Regions from separate parts of the Mus musculus genome. Here regions 2, 3, 4 and 5 are each linked to region 1. Evidence: chromatin contacts called from public HiChIP or PLAC-seq data. All regions are on one chromosome and are shown on one strand. Each heading gives the region's core, a stretch centred on a gene start, on an enhancer-like site or on the middle of the called end of the contact. The rest is flanking DNA. Distances are from core to core; before and after follow the strand shown. Region 1 holds the start of Pdzd8 (PDZ domain containing 8). Region 2 holds the start of Nanos1 (nanos C2HC-type zinc finger 1). Region 3 holds the start of Cacul1 (CDK2 associated, cullin domain 1). Region 4 holds the start of Prlhr (prolactin releasing hormone receptor). Region 5 has its middle 11 kb from the start of Gm34300.

Region 1 (2,763 bases), core at 122-2,621:
TTTTAGTAGCGGAATACCTGACCTCCCTAGGACTAGACAAGTTGTGTCGGTGAGGACAGATAAAAACTGTGATGTAACAACTGAGTAGTCAGAAAGCACCAGAGGAAACACCGTTGCCAGGGAACACAAAGGCTTCTGGCTCTATTGGTACCCTCTGCAAAATCTTCCACTTTTCCCAGTCTCTGCATCTCCAACTCTCCTTTATGGAGCAACTGGGACCTGATCCCTGATCGGCTTTTTAAATTTTTATTATTTTTTATTTTCAAAACCAAAAAGCTAAGCTGAGCGGTGGCGGCATACGCCTTTAATCTCAGCACTTGGGAGGCAGAGGCAGGTGGATTTCTGAGTTCGAGGCCAGCATGGTCTACACAGTGAATTCCAGGACAGCCAGGGCTACACAGAGAAACCCTGTCTCGAAAAACAAACAAACAAACAACCCCCCCCCCCAAAAAAAACCTCCAGCATCCTCCGTGTTATTATGCCAAGTAGAAACCAAGGACTTAGGATCCCACGATGTGACCCCTAAGCAATTTCTTTACTATGCCACGGGTACCACGGGTTATTCTGTGAAATTGGTAGGCACTAAAAGTAATGGCCTGAGGGATGGACTCCGGATAATGCCCTCAGAGAGGAAAGAAGGGAGGAGGGGGGCGTGAACAATCTGAATGGAGTCGCTAAGACACCTTCCAATATGCTGGCAAATTCACTCAGCTCACCCACTCCTCCCAGACCTCAAATAAACTTCTTTCTCACTTAAATTGAAATCCCCAAGGTAGGAAAGTTAGTCCCCTTCTCGCGGTTCCGCTTGGTCCCTTCTCGGGGCCCATTCTCTGCGGATGCAGGTCTGCCGGTCTGTGCGGGCTAGCGATGGCAATCCCTGATGCAGTCTGTCCTCTGGCCGGCTCGGGCAGTGTCCCAACCGCCTGTGCTCAGGCTCTCTGCGGCGCTGCCCTGCAGGGGAGGCAGCAACACACTGAGGGATGCTGGGCGGTCGCCACAGAGGTATCCGGCAGGACCCACGGCCGCCGCGGGGGATGGGCGCGGAATAACGGACGGCCGCGCCGGGCCCCGTCAGCCCGACTTATCCAGGTCTCCTTCCGTTATCTCGCGCCCTCCGGAGACGACGGACGCACGGATCGCCGCGCCGCCGGCGGCAGGAATGCAGGGGCGTGGGGGGAGCGGCGCTGGAAGCGCGCCGAGAGGTGGGAAAGGACCCGCGTCCAAGCGCGCCGGGGCGCCCGGCGCCGGGGGCGCGCACGCTCTGACGTCACGCGCCGCTCGCCCAATGAGCGCAGGCTCTGTGGGGAGGCGCCGTTCCCGCCCTCGCCCGCCGCCGGTCCGCCGCTCGGGCCGCCCCCGGGGGAGCGTCTGAGGAGGCGCGGGGCCGCGGCGGGCTAAGGCGCCGCCAGGCAGCGTCGGACTGCGGACGCTCGGTTCGGGCCCAGGGAGCCGCTCATCCGCGACCGATGTCCTCAAGATGGAGGCGGCGGGGGCGACGGCGTGAGGAGGAGGGCGGCGCGGAGAGCGCGGGAGCAGGCCGAGGGTTGCGGCGGGGGCGGCGGGATGGGGCTGCTGCTCCTGATCCTGGCGTCGGCCGTGCTGGGCTCGTTCCTCACGCTGCTCGCACAGTTCCTGCTACTCTACCGCAGACAGCCCGAGCCGCGGGCGGACGAAGCGGCCCGCGCGGGCGACGGCTTCCGCTACCTTAAGCCGGTGCCGGGCCTGCCCCTCAGGGAGTACCTTTATGGCGGCGGCGCCGAGGAGCTCGCTGCTTGCTCCTCCGAGGCCGGCGCCAGCTCGACCCCGACCCCCGACAGCCCGGCCCCGCCGACGCTGGAGACCTGCTACTTCCTCAACGCCACCATCCTGTTCCTGTTCCGGGAGCTGCGGGACACCGCGCTCGCCCGCCGCTGGGTCACCAAGAAGATCAAGGTGGAGTTCGAGGAGCTGCTGCAGACCAAGACGGCCGGCCGCCTGCTGGAGGGGCTGAGTCTGCGCGACGTGTTCCTGGGCGACACGGTGCCCTTCATCAAGACCATCCGGCTGGTGCGGCCCGTGGTGGCCTCGGGCACCGGCGAGCCCGACGACCCCGACGGGGACGCGCTGCCCGCCACCTGCCCGGAGGAGCTGGCCTTTGAAGCGGAGGTGGAGTACAACGGCGGTTTCCACCTGGCCATCGACGTGGACCTGGTGTTTGGCAAGTCCGCCTACCTGTTCGTGAAGCTGTCTCGCGTGGTGGGGAGGCTGCGCTTCGTCCTCACCCGCGTGCCCTTCACCCACTGGTTCTTCTCCTTCGTGGAGGACCCGCTGATTGACTTCGAGGTGCGCTCCCAGTTCGAGGGGCGGCCCATGCCCCAGCTCACCTCCATCATCGTCAACCAGCTCAAGAAGATCATCAAGCGCAAGCACACCCTGCCCAGTTACAAGATCAGGTGAGAGGAGGGTCAGGGGAGCCGAGGCTACCCGGGGGAGGTTAGCCAGGGAAGGGCCAAGGCAGATTCCCAGCACGACCCTGGCCTGCAGTTTGCTTCCACCTGGACTGAGGCCCCCAAGCAAAGAAAGGCGGGTAGTGGGCACTTCCCGTGCTGCCAAGGCAGCACAGGGAGCTGGAGGCCTGAGCGCCTTGTCCCTGGCCAGTCAGTGAGTGCCTCTCCTGGGTCTGTTGAGACACACTTGTGTGTGGTTGTTGCAACCGGAAGGCAGCGGCTGTGTCTGCCTTTGCAGCATCTCCTGCACCACGTGGAAAAGTTGTTCCTGGGCACA
Region 2 (2,763 bases), core at 128-2,627, 1.4 Mb before region 1:
CCAAGATGAGAGACAATTTCATACGGTTGCGCACCTAAACTAGGCCGACGTATACAGTAAACAGCGCCTCATTCACCGCAACTCAACCGGTGGTACACCCGCTCAGCCCTCACCGTTCTGGATGCGCGTTTTAGAAACTAGGGACAAAATTCAAGATTTCAACGTCAGAGACCGACCACTCCACAAGAAAGTGCTGCGCTCCTGCGGCTTCCGTAAAATCAAGACGACTTCCCAAATTGAGGCAAGGGAGAGGAGCGCAGGTTTCAGGTGTACACAGCTTGATGCAGCCCGCTCCTAGCGCAGCTTCTTGCTGGGCAGGCTGTCCCTGTTGCTGCGCGGCGGCGGGCGGACGGTGGGCGGTGGCACTTTGGAGAGCGGGCAATACTTGATGGTATGTGCGTTGTCGCCGCTGGCGCCGCACAGGGGGCACGTGTAGCGGCGCAAGACCGGGCACAGCACCCGGCCGTCCGGGCCCTTGAGGATGTGTGTGGTGTAGAGCGCCACCGCCTCCTTGTTGTTCCGGCAAAACACACACACCTGAAGCTCCGGTTTCAGCAGACGTGCGGCGGTCGCCCCGGAAGCCGCGTGCAGACGAGGCTCGGCAGCCCACGCAGGGCTTGGCTCTTCGCGCGGCGTCACTTCGGCCGTGGATGCGGCGGCGGCGGTGGTGGAGGCGGTGGGCGCGCAGCCCAGCAGAACCGCGGCGGCGCGCCCTGCAAACGGGTTCAGCTCAGCGAAGCGCTCCTCCAGCAACCCGGGCTCAGCGGGGCCGGCACACAGCTCTAGTGCGCGCAGTTCCAACGCACCGCCCAGGTAGCGGCCCCCGGCCTCCGGCTCTTCGCCGTCATCGTCTTCATCGTCCTCGGGCGGCCCCATCGTGGGCCCCGCCGCCGTGGGCCCGGGCCCCTCATGCGGGGAGCCGCGGTCGCTAGCCCTGGTGATGAGCGTGGCAAGCCCCAGGTAGTCGTTCCAGGAGCTGAAGGGCTGCGGGTGCACCGGGCCCGAGGCGCTCACGTAGCGGGCGCTGGGCACGAGCGCCATAGGCGCGGGGGCGCGGGCGCGGCGGGGCGAGCGTGGCGCCCAAGGGAAAGCCTCCATGGGCCGGCAGCGGGCCGCGCGCCTCCCCGCCGCCGCCGCCGGCAAGGGCCAGACGGAAGGGACGCAGGAGCTTGCCCGCCGGCCTGCCGTGGGGTAGGGCAGCCTTGCTTCCTTTTATCGCTCCCGCTTTCTCCTGTGCCCCTCCTCGCTGTCTCGGCCCTGCCCCCTGCGATCCTCCGCCCGGGCCACTGCGCCCGCGCCCCCGGACGGAGGCGGAGCGGAGGCGGGCGCGCGCTCTTCTCCAGCCCCGCGCGTTTCCTGCGCCCCGTGCGCTGCGCCCACCTCACCAGCTGCGGGGCGCCTGGCATCCTGCGAGGGGGCGGGTGAGGCGCCGCCTCGGGCCCTGGCGCTCAATGGCTGCGGACCTGACTCCGCGGGCGCCGGTCGGGACGCTGATTGGTGGCGATCGGGGAAGGGGCGGGCGGCGCTTGCTGGGAGGGAATGGCTGTGCAGAAAGCGACTGAATGAGGCGGTGGCTGGGGCTTGCTTTTGCACGAGCGTGGAGACCTCAGCCGGTAACCCAGCTTGGGTTTTTGTTTTTGTTTTTTTCACTGCGGGGTATTGAGGATGCCAATGGCACAGATCGCAATGAAGCAACTGGGATGCACTTGCATCCACTTGCAGGTTTGGCTGGACCGGGTTTATGGTTTGAAGCTACCACTTTCCTTTTTATCATCATCAGCAAGAAAAGCTGGGGGAGGCAAGGCTAGGCGCTAGCTCCCATCAGAGCCCAGCTAAAGACCCAGTGACTTCAGTTGGCACAGCGCTCTGGAGCACTTTCCACAGGGTGAAGTCCTCCCACAAACTTTGAGGCTCAGGGAGGAAGCTCACGATTTATATAGTTTATATGGTAGTGAGTAGTGGAGGATCAAAACAGGTCCAACAGGTGTTCAGAAATTGGGGCCGTAGGCTGTTCACTTACTTAGGTTAGGTGGAGGCTACAACTGGGCTAGAAATTCTTACTACGGACCAGTTTGTGTGAAGCTCCTCTTCAGGGTGCTTATATGGAAATCTAGGGTCTGTGGAACTTGAAAAACAGCATATTCAATGCTTTGAAACAGATAACATTTTCTCTTTTTGGTAAAACCCTGGAAAATAAAGGACTTACTAGGAGGGAAAGAAGTAGTCTTGCTCTTCCCTGGAAAAGAAGCAACTTAAAGTGATAAACACCAACAACCTCAAAAAATAATTTGAAACTAGGAAAAGACACCGAGGACTCTTCTGGAATGTGACCTAGGATGAGGGTCAGAAAATGCTCTGCAGAGGAGAGGGCTGATCTAGCTTTCCCACTCTGTACCGTACAGTGTCAATGGAAGCAAGGTGGTAAGACCTCTCCTCTGATGCTGTGAGTTTTCTTTGGGTGGTAGGTCACATTCACATGTTTTGGCTTAGATTTTTTTTTTTTTTTTTTTTTTTACAAACCTACTTCAATAAAGGTTCTTCAACACATCAGGCTACCTTATAGCCTACCAAAGGTAGGGGAGGAAGAACGGTTAATAGGACAAGGGGGTCATGGACCTGTTTAGAAGTAGTTATTCCGACCTTTGTTGTCAGGATATCAGCAGTCCAGTTCAATAGTGTCACCAAACATGAATCAGTAGCTGCAGACCAATCCAGAAGAAACCATGAGGCTCCAACAATGGGCGTGGGTCCATGGAAGTGGCA
Region 3 (2,763 bases), core at 134-2,633, 1.2 Mb before region 1:
TCTGTGATGGCTATTTCTGGTTTGTCAATTTGACTACACCTGGAATGAACTACAATCCAGAAATGGAGGGAACACCTGCAATCCCGATCTTGAAGCTGGAAGACACCCAGGTCTTGACATGGGATGACACACACTTTTGATCTAGAACTTGAGGCACAGTGCCCAGGAAAAGCTTAGGCCCAGACAAGATGGTATACACATTTAATCCCAGGAGACAGAGGCAAGCATATCTCTGAGTTCAAGCCCAGCCTGAGACAGAGCAAGTTCCATTAAACAAAAGCTTAGGTCCAGGCATGGTGGTACACATCTTTAATCTGGGCCGCACCTTCTGCTGGAGGTCTACATAAGGACAATGGAAAAAGCATTCATTCTTTGCCTGCTTGCACTTGCCAACACATCTGTTGGAACCTATTTCTTCAGGATTCTAGTTTATACAGAAGACCAGCTGACTTAGCCTGGTGGGATTGAGCAACTACTTAGATTCTTAGAGCTCCCCATCACAGCTGGCCATTGCTAAGTTAGCTGGACTGCAGACTGTCATTCATCCCAATAATTTCTCTTAATACATAGAGACATTCCATAAGTTCTGTGACTCTAGAGAACCCTAATAGTTTCTAACTGCACAGTGGTCAGAGAATGTGGTTATGTCAGTCCTCAGACATGCAGAGACACTTGCTTAGAGACACAGTATGTTTATCTTTTGTAAATGTTTCACATACTCTGGGAAGGAATGTATATTGTGCAATTTCTGAATCAATATTCTGTCCTTCTTAGTTTGGGATACCTAGGGCTAAAAAACGGCACACACCAACAGTCTACCCTTTGGAGTCTGTACCCAGGGCCTACTGCCACACTGTCCTTTCATTCCCCAAGCAAAGGCTCAGGCTGCGAGGTCAAGGTCTGGGTGGCAAAAAGCCTGTGTCGGTGGGGGACCCTCACTATGGAAAGGTTAGCCAGCATGGGGTATGAAGGGACACTCAGAAGGCTGAGGAAAGAGGACTGCTTGGAGTTAGTTGGAGCCCAGTTTGGAGTACAAAAAGAAAAAAGAAAAGACGAAAAGACTAAAAAAGAAAAGGGAAGGGGGCTGTTAAACATAAGAGCGTTGGTGCGCCGTTTTTGGGTCCACTCTCGGGCACACCCAGACTAGTTGTGGCAACAAGTTAGAGAATGCGCGTGCGCAGACCAAAGTCCTTTATCACGTAATGTCGGCCGGGGGCGGGGCCAGCGAATCCGGGTCTGGACACCTGGTCTAAACTGATGGGGAGGGGGGAGTGGGGAGGGGAGGGAGAGGGAATCGCGCCGCTGGGTGCATTCGCCTTGAGGTGACTCATAGCTCCCGCCCCCTTTTCGCCCAGCTTTCTCCAGGCCGTCCCTCGCATCACGTGCCTTCCTGGCCGCTCCCCCAGAGCCCTTTCCAAAGGCCAGAAGAAACTGCTGTAAAATGTCGTGAGGGACGTCAGCCCTTTGCGGCTGCCTCTCAGAACCAGACCCCGGGAGTGCCCACCTCAGTCAGCGGTTCCTCCGGCGGAGTCGTCTTGACGGAGGGCGAAAGCGCTCGGTGCGCCACTGGATTTTCCGCCGCACCCGCGAGGGCTCCGGGCGATGTGAACTCGAGGCGGCTTCTGCGCTCCCAGGCCCGGGGGCTGAGGTGGGCGGGCAGGTGCCTGGGAAGCCGCGGCCCGGCGGGATGGAGGAGAGCATGGAGGAGGAGGAAATGCTCACCTACGAGGCAATGATGGACGACCAGAATCACAACAACTGGGAGGCCGCCGCGGACAGTTTCCGCCAGCCTCCGCCGGCCCCGCCGCTGCCCCCGCCGCCGCCGCCGCGGCCCTCGTCGTCCATCCCGGATCCAGGCCGAGAACTCCCGGGGGGACAGCTGCTGGCTGTGCACGCGGGCTCCATGGAGAGGAAGGGTCCTAAGGAAGGGCTCCCGATGGGGCCTCCGCCCTTGCCGGAACCAAACGGGGTGATCATGATGTTGAAGAGCTGCGACGCAGCCGCCGCGGTGGCCAAGACGGCCCCTGCCCCCACCTCCAGCTCCACTATCAACATCAACACCTCCACCTCCAAGTTCCGTGAGTCTGTCCCTCCTCCACGACCCCACCCCCACCCCCCAGCCAGGCTTCTCCACACCAGCTCGTGGAATCCCCCCGCCCTGAGAGTAACTCCACTTCCTTTGTTCCAGGCTTAGTTCTCTTTCCTTCTCTTAACCCTCCCACCCTGATTCGGTGTCTGCGGCCAGTATCCGGCCAGCCAGCCAGTGTTGCCTGTTACACCTGCGCAGCCTCAGCTTATGCTTTAGAAAAGATCTTTAATACTCCTGATCATCTCTCAACATTAGTAAGCTCTTCTCTAGGGTGTCCCCTTCAAAGTTTCACCTTACAGAGCGAGAGGGAAAAGTAAGGCGGTCTTGAATTTCGTTAGAGGCCTTTCGTCTTTTTTTTTCAACCAGAGAGCAAAGAAATGTGTTCTTGTATTCTTTGCCGCTGTACTTTTAGCAAATCGGGCTTCTGAACGTTGGTCTCTAGCAACTCTTTGTTCTCTGTGAGTTTTTGCATCCTGTCAGGGAATTCTTAGTTACTTCTACTATGTAGTGGGAACTGCTACAAGTCTTTGAAGTTGATGTGTAAAATCACGTTCCAGAGAAGCGGTTCAGCAAGTGACTGTAACCAGGATCCTACCGCAGGTTGAACTTTTTAGCGGTCTGCCTTGAAATTCACTTGCAGATAGAAGATAAAAACTGACCCCAAAATGTTCACA
Region 4 (2,763 bases), core at 149-2,648, 1.1 Mb before region 1:
TATCTGAAGCCCCAGAGGCTAAAGTAGGGCTTACCAGAGAGGACTAGACATTGAAACTCAGCCTCCTTCAGAAGCCCTGGCTTCTGAACAGGGTGGTTACAAAGCCCCTTTCCTGACAGACCTCTCACTGTGCAGCTTAACTTATATTTCAGTGACAACTTCATGCTACTAAAGATCTTATGAAACTTAACCTTTTCAAATGTCACCTTTGTTATTCTTTCTGAAACCCTGCAACCGCTAGTACGTAAAAAAGAAAAAAATATCTAAACCGACATAGGAAGGGCTTTTATTCTAGGAGGACAAGAAAGTCAGGAACTCAACAATCTCTGCTAGGACAGGTGGCGCCTTGGGTTGCTGTAGCGACAAAGAGAAATGAGCAAAGAGTGGCAGGGTTCAGATATTGGGGTGAATTTATAGAGCACAAACTGGCCTGATGGCTGCGTTTTTCTGAGCTAGGGAGGTAAATGATGGCACGGTCCCTGGTGATGATCCATATCGGAGCCAAAGTCACCCTTCAATCTCCATCCTGCACTTCTTTTTTTTTTTTTGCTCCAGGGAGCAAGCCTCAGATCCACAGAGCTGCAGTAATTTCGATTGTCGCGAGCCCCCTTGCGCCGTACCCACACAGCACTGGGGAGCTGCCCGTGGTGCTGATTTTTTCCCTTTGAGAGGAAACTCTGGCCACCACACCTGCAAAAGGCTCAAAGGATACACTGGAGTGCTAGAGCCCTAAAATCCCTGACCAGCGACAGGTGCAGCATAACAAAGCTCTGCTAGACCCCAAACTCTAGCGACTCTGTCAGCTGCAGTTGGAGCTCTGCAGGATCTGGAGCTGTCCTGTGAGGACTTCCCTTCACTCCCTAGTTTATCTACATTTCCCTATTTCCAAATCCTCTCAGCCTTTGGAGACTACACCTGGTGGACATCACAAATTGGCGCTTCCCGCACCTCCTCTGTCATCCCCTGGGACACGCCCCTCTGGAACAGCTTCTCCAGGGGCACTGCACACTTCCGAAGTGGAGATCACCCTGGAGCGTGGGGCCCAGGTTCCTGGCCCCACCCCCTTTCTTGCTTATTCCTACTACACATGCTGCTCCTCTTAAGCACAGAGTTGGGCAGTAAGCTCCGCCCCCATCTTCCATTGAAGGGAGAGCTGAAGTCAGGAAGAGGTGGAGGGGAGGAGCTCCCAGACCCCTCACAAGCTGCTGACCCACTGGGAACTACTGAATCCGTTAGTAGAAGAGAGCAACCCGAGCGAGCGTCCATTGTTGGCTGAGGACCCCTGAGGAACAGCAGGCGGTCTGCTCCCGCCTTTGAGAGCCTTTTCCCGCCAGCCAAGCCTGCTCACAGGTAGGGCCAGCTCCCCGGTCTGCCTTCCGGGGACCGCGAGAGCTATCCACGAATAGGAGCTGTTTAAAGAACCTGTGTTAGGCTTATTTTTATAGAACTGGAAGGACAACATTCATTGCGCTTGATGTTCTGGGTCTTGTGTCCAAGAGAGGAGTTGGGTGGTGGGAAAAGGTACACGAGGGAAGATGGAAAGTGACAACTTTGATTACCTTTGAACAGGTAGCCATGACCTCACTGTCCACTGAGACCACTGGAGACCCCGATTTGTCTTCTGGGCTGTTGCCAGCTAGCTCGACTCCAGCCAACCAGAGCGCAGAGGCCTCGGAGGGCAACCTGTCTGCAACGGTTCCCCGAGCTGCAGCAGTCACGCCGTTCCAGAGCCTGCAGCTGGTGCACCAGCTGAAGGGGTTGATCGTGATGCTGTACAGCATCGTGGTGGTCGTGGGTCTGGTGGGCAACTGCCTGCTTGTGCTGGTGATCGCGCGCGTGCGCCGGCTGCACAACGTGACCAACTTCCTCATTGGCAACCTGGCCTTGTCCGACGTGCTCATGTGTGCCGCCTGTGTGCCTCTCACGCTAGCTTATGCCTTTGAACCTCGGGGCTGGGTGTTCGGTGGAGGCCTGTGTCATCTGGTTTTCTTCCTGCAGCCGGTCACCGTCTATGTATCGGTGTTCACACTCACCACAATCGCCTTGGACCGCTATGTGGTTCTGGTGCACCCGCTACGTCGGCGCATTTCACTGAGGCTCAGCGCCTACGCGGTGCTGGGCATCTGGGCTCTATCTGCAGTGCTGGCGCTGCCGGCCGCGGTGCACACCTACCATGTGGAGCTCAAGCCCCACGACGTGAGCCTCTGCGAGGAGTTCTGGGGCTCGCAGGAGCGCCAACGCCAGATCTACGCCTGGGGGCTGCTTCTGGGCACCTATTTGCTCCCCCTGCTGGCCATCCTCCTGTCTTACGTACGGGTGTCAGTGAAGCTGAGGAACCGCGTGGTGCCTGGCAGCGTGACCCAGAGTCAAGCTGACTGGGACCGAGCGCGTCGCCGCCGCACTTTCTGTCTGCTGGTGGTGGTGGTGGTAGTGTTCGCGGTCTGCTGGCTGCCGCTGCACATTTTCAACCTATTGCGAGACCTGGACCCGCGTGCCATCGACCCCTACGCCTTCGGGCTGGTGCAGCTACTCTGCCACTGGCTTGCTATGAGCTCCGCCTGCTACAACCCCTTCATCTATGCATGGCTGCACGACAGCTTTCGAGAGGAGCTGCGCAAGATGCTGCTGTCCTGGCCCCGCAAGATTGTGCCTCATGGCCAGAACATGACTGTCAGCGTGGTCATCTGATGTCGCTCTGCCAGGTCCGAGCTGGGGAAATTCATATCCCTTAGCCCCAGAGGTCGTCGTGAGATCTTATTCCCA
Region 5 (2,763 bases), core at 78-2,577, 1.1 Mb before region 1:
GGAACACAGGGCCTCTTGGCAAATAGGGTAGCCCTTAGAAGGCTGAGGTCATAAAAGTTTTTTTTTCTCAGTTAGAAACAATTTCCTGGTGTCAATGACAGTAGACCTGGGGGGGGGTGTATCCACACTTCCTACTTTGAAATGTTCTTAGGTCCATGAGACACATTAGACACTTGGAGAAGAGAGTCATAGTGTTTAGGACCATCCAGAGACTGCCCCACCTGGGGATCCATCCCATATACAACCACCAAACCCAGACATTATTGCATATGCCAGAAAGATTTTGCTGAAAGAACCCTGATATAGCTGTCTTTTGTGAGGCTATGCCAGTGCCTGGCAAATACAGAAGTGGATGCTCATAGTCATCTATTGGATGGAACACAGGTCCTCTAATGAAGGAACTAGAGAAAGTTCCCAAGGAGCTAAAGGGGTCTGCAACCCTATAGGAGGAACAATATGAACTAACCAGTACCCCCCAGAGCTGTGTCTCTAGTTGCATATGTAGCAGAGGATGGCCTAGTCGGTCATCAATGGGAGGAGAGGCCCTTGGTCTTGAGAAGATCATATGCCCCAGTACAGGGGAATGCAAGGGCCAGGAAGCAGGGCGTGGGGAGGGTATAGGTGACTTTTGGGATAGCATTTAAAATGTAAATGAAAAAAATATCTAATTAAAAAAAAGTCCTGGTCTTCTGAGAGGAACATTTAGAATGTGTTCTACTTTGTTCAAAGCCCAGAAAAGAGAAATGTATTTCCATGTGAACTATCTCTAAAACATTCAAATTTTGAAAAAAAGTGTCTTTTGGAAATCTTTATGTATATTTGAAGCTTTCAGCAGACCACATCTTCATGAAAACATTCCTCCAGTGCAAGGAGGGTGCCCCAAGGAAGGCATCAGAGACCCATACTATTCCACTGTGTGCTCACTGCTTACTGTAAGATGATAAATTTTGGCAGCACATGTTTAAAGCGTGGCAGGTCAACTCCTATAGAAGTTACAATAGTCATGAAGAGGAGAGCTACGTGAGGGATTTACAGCCAAATGTTTGCTCTACAAGCATAATGGCCTGAGCTCAATCCCTAGCATTAATACAAAACAAAACAAAAGACAGTATTATGGAGCATGCCTGTAATCCCAGCACTGGAGGACTTTGAGACAGAAGGACCTGGGAGCTTGCCAGCCAGTCCCTCTAGCTGAATCAGCAAGTTCCAGGTCTAGCAATAGAGCCTGTTTCAAAACAATTAAGGTAGCAAGCATGGGGGAGATGCCTGGTGCTGGCCTCTGGCCTCCACACTTACATACACACACATGCATATACACACACTTGTATTTGCTTGTGATTTCCCTAGACTGGCTTCCCAGCAGAAATCTGGGATCTGCCTGTCTCCAGGTCTCCCTTGCATGGGGCTGGTGCTCACTGCCATACCCAGCTTTTTACATAGATGATGGGAATCCTAACTCAGGTTCTCACACTTGTGGGCAAGCACTTGACCCACTGAGCTATTGCCCTAGGCCCTCATTTTAGTAAATGACATTATAGAATAATAAAAGGCTGTTATTAAAAGCTGACATTCCTTCCCACTGTGACCTCTTGCACAGCAGCTCCCTCTTAGACCACTGCATGTGTCTTGAGTCTCCCAGATTCACTTGGCCCACACAGGAGTGAACTCTGTCTTTGACACATTTTTCTCTACTTACCAAATTAAAAAAAAACCCAAATATTTCAAAAGTATGTTGACTTTATTTGTTCTAATCCCCCCATAATTTCCAGTAGATTTTGAATTACCATTCGATCACATAAATGAAAACACTGGAATGGCTATTCAGCTTCCCATCTAGTTTCCATTTCTGCTTCAGAATGAAAACCAGCTTCTTGCAATTTTACTTAAATAACCAATTCTGATACTGTTCCATTAGCTTTCTAATAGCATGAAAGCCCAGAAATTAAATTGTTCCACTTCCTTATCCATAATTATGTGCAATTAAAATGGCTGCAGACCCTAAAGTTTTTTTCCAAGCCCCAGACACTTCAGCTGCCATTCTTTATTATCTTGAAACCCAACACTTTTAAACAACACACTGTAATACAGTGGGTTAAGTGAAAGAGGAAGTATTATATTTAACTGATGTGGGTGTTCTTTAATTAATCTGAATTAGCTTTTTTGATATGGGTACTAATTGTTTTCTTTGAAAAAAAATCACCATAGACGTGTGATTTTTCCATGCCTGTTGCTTTTCAAGAATGTAGTTAATTGCAGAAAACAGGAACACTACCTTTTTCAAATGAGTAATCAGCTTTCTGTTTGAAACAGCCACCTCGAATCCAACTTTCTGATTTGTGTGAACGAGAAGTCTGTAATACTACGGTGAACAGTCGAGTCTGTAGAGACTTTTGATGTCCTTTTTACTTGTGTTCACAAGTCAGGAGCCATAATTACAACATGAAGTTGGGACAGTGGGTTGTCAATTGTCTTCACCACACCTCAAAACGTCTCAAACTTTCCATTAAGAGAACAAGGTAAGGGAGGTGTCTGTATGTGGAATTGTAGAGAAGGCTCGACAAAATCGATATCATTTTTGCAAGATCACTCAATCTGTTTATCTCTACAAGGTAAACAGCTTATATTAAAGCGATGAGTTTGACTATAATTACCATACTCCACCCTCATTAAGACACCCTGCCCAAGATCTAAGTGCTCCAAGCTCTTACAAAGAAATCTTTCAGGAGCGATAATGAGTGAAGTGGACGTGAGGGTCAAGGTTCA

Evidence for each region. HiChIP or PLAC-seq counts read pairs in DNA pulled down with a chosen protein or histone mark.
Region 2: a contact with region 1 is called in an H3K27ac HiChIP or PLAC-seq map of thymic regulatory T cells, with 8 times the contacts expected there. The contact joins the promoter of Nanos1 here to the promoter of Pdzd8 in region 1. A contact is called at or near these places in 2 of 39 promoter capture datasets (erythroid cells and hippocampal neurons), 3 of 484 Hi-C or Micro-C datasets (the G1E-ER4 cell line, embryonic stem cells and myeloid progenitors), 4 of 115 datasets of contacts at active chromatin or transcription factors (the NIH/3T3 cell line, pancreatic cancer cells, pro-B cells and 1 more) and 2 of 9 other capture datasets (embryonic stem cells and liver).
Region 3: a FOXA1 HiChIP or PLAC-seq map of pancreatic cancer cells shows a contact between it and region 1. The contact joins the promoter of Cacul1 here to the promoter of Pdzd8 in region 1. A contact is called at or near these places in 14 of 39 promoter capture datasets (the 3T3-L1 cell line, 3T3-L1-derived adipocytes, the HPC-7 cell line and 9 more), 7 of 484 Hi-C or Micro-C datasets (CD4 T cells, CD8 T cells, the N1E-115 cell line and 3 more), 19 of 115 datasets of contacts at active chromatin or transcription factors (the 230-238 cell line, the SCID.adh cell line, acute myeloid leukemia and 12 more) and 1 of 9 other capture datasets (adipose tissue).
Region 4: a contact with region 1 is called in an H3K27ac HiChIP or PLAC-seq map of stem cell-derived neural progenitor cells, with 6 times the contacts expected there. The contact joins the promoter of Prlhr here to the promoter of Pdzd8 in region 1. A contact is called at or near these places in 10 of 39 promoter capture datasets (the 3T3-L1 cell line, 3T3-L1-derived adipocytes, cranial neural crest and 6 more), 1 of 484 Hi-C or Micro-C datasets (embryonic stem cells) and 8 of 115 datasets of contacts at active chromatin or transcription factors (the 230-238 cell line, T-cell acute lymphoblastic leukemia, astrocytes and 5 more).
Region 5: a contact with region 1 is called in an H3K4me3 HiChIP or PLAC-seq map of embryonic stem cells, with 6 times the contacts expected there. The contact joins the enhancer-like site here to the promoter of Pdzd8 in region 1. A contact is called at or near these places in 3 of 39 promoter capture datasets (cranial neural crest, hippocampal neurons and second pharyngeal arch cranial neural crest) and 10 of 115 datasets of contacts at active chromatin or transcription factors (the NIH/3T3 cell line, acute myeloid leukemia, differentiating embryonic stem cells and 6 more).

Annotation. Positions count from the first base shown.
Region 1 is chr19:59,344,388-59,347,150 of GRCm38.p6, reverse strand. It overlaps Pdzd8 (PDZ domain containing 8), which reads left to right and starts at 1,371. Exons shown (of 5, transcript NM_001033222.3): 1 at 1,371-2,432. The coding sequence starts at 1,564.
Region 2 is chr19:60,754,601-60,757,363 of GRCm38.p6, reverse strand. Nanos1 (nanos C2HC-type zinc finger 1) reads right to left here and starts at 1,377. Exons shown (of 1, transcript NM_178421.3): 1 at 1-1,377. The coding sequence starts at 1,098. The coding sequence ends at 295.
Region 3 is chr19:60,579,643-60,582,405 of GRCm38.p6, reverse strand. Cacul1 (CDK2 associated, cullin domain 1) reads left to right here and starts at 1,383. Exons shown (of 9, transcript NM_030197.2): 1 at 1,383-2,078. The coding sequence starts at 1,688.
Region 4 is chr19:60,466,939-60,469,701 of GRCm38.p6, reverse strand. It overlaps Prlhr (prolactin releasing hormone receptor), which reads left to right and starts at 1,398. Exons shown (of 1, transcript NM_201615.2): 1 at 1,398-2,763. The coding sequence starts at 1,576. The coding sequence ends at 2,688.
Region 5 is chr19:60,396,290-60,399,052 of GRCm38.p6, reverse strand. No RefSeq gene overlaps it. Among named protein-coding and RNA genes, the nearest start is that of Gm34300, 11 kb to the right of the region's middle. Within about 2 kb of position 1,327, at least 1 of the 459 cell types and tissues checked has an H3K27ac peak or open chromatin away from gene starts, as enhancers often do.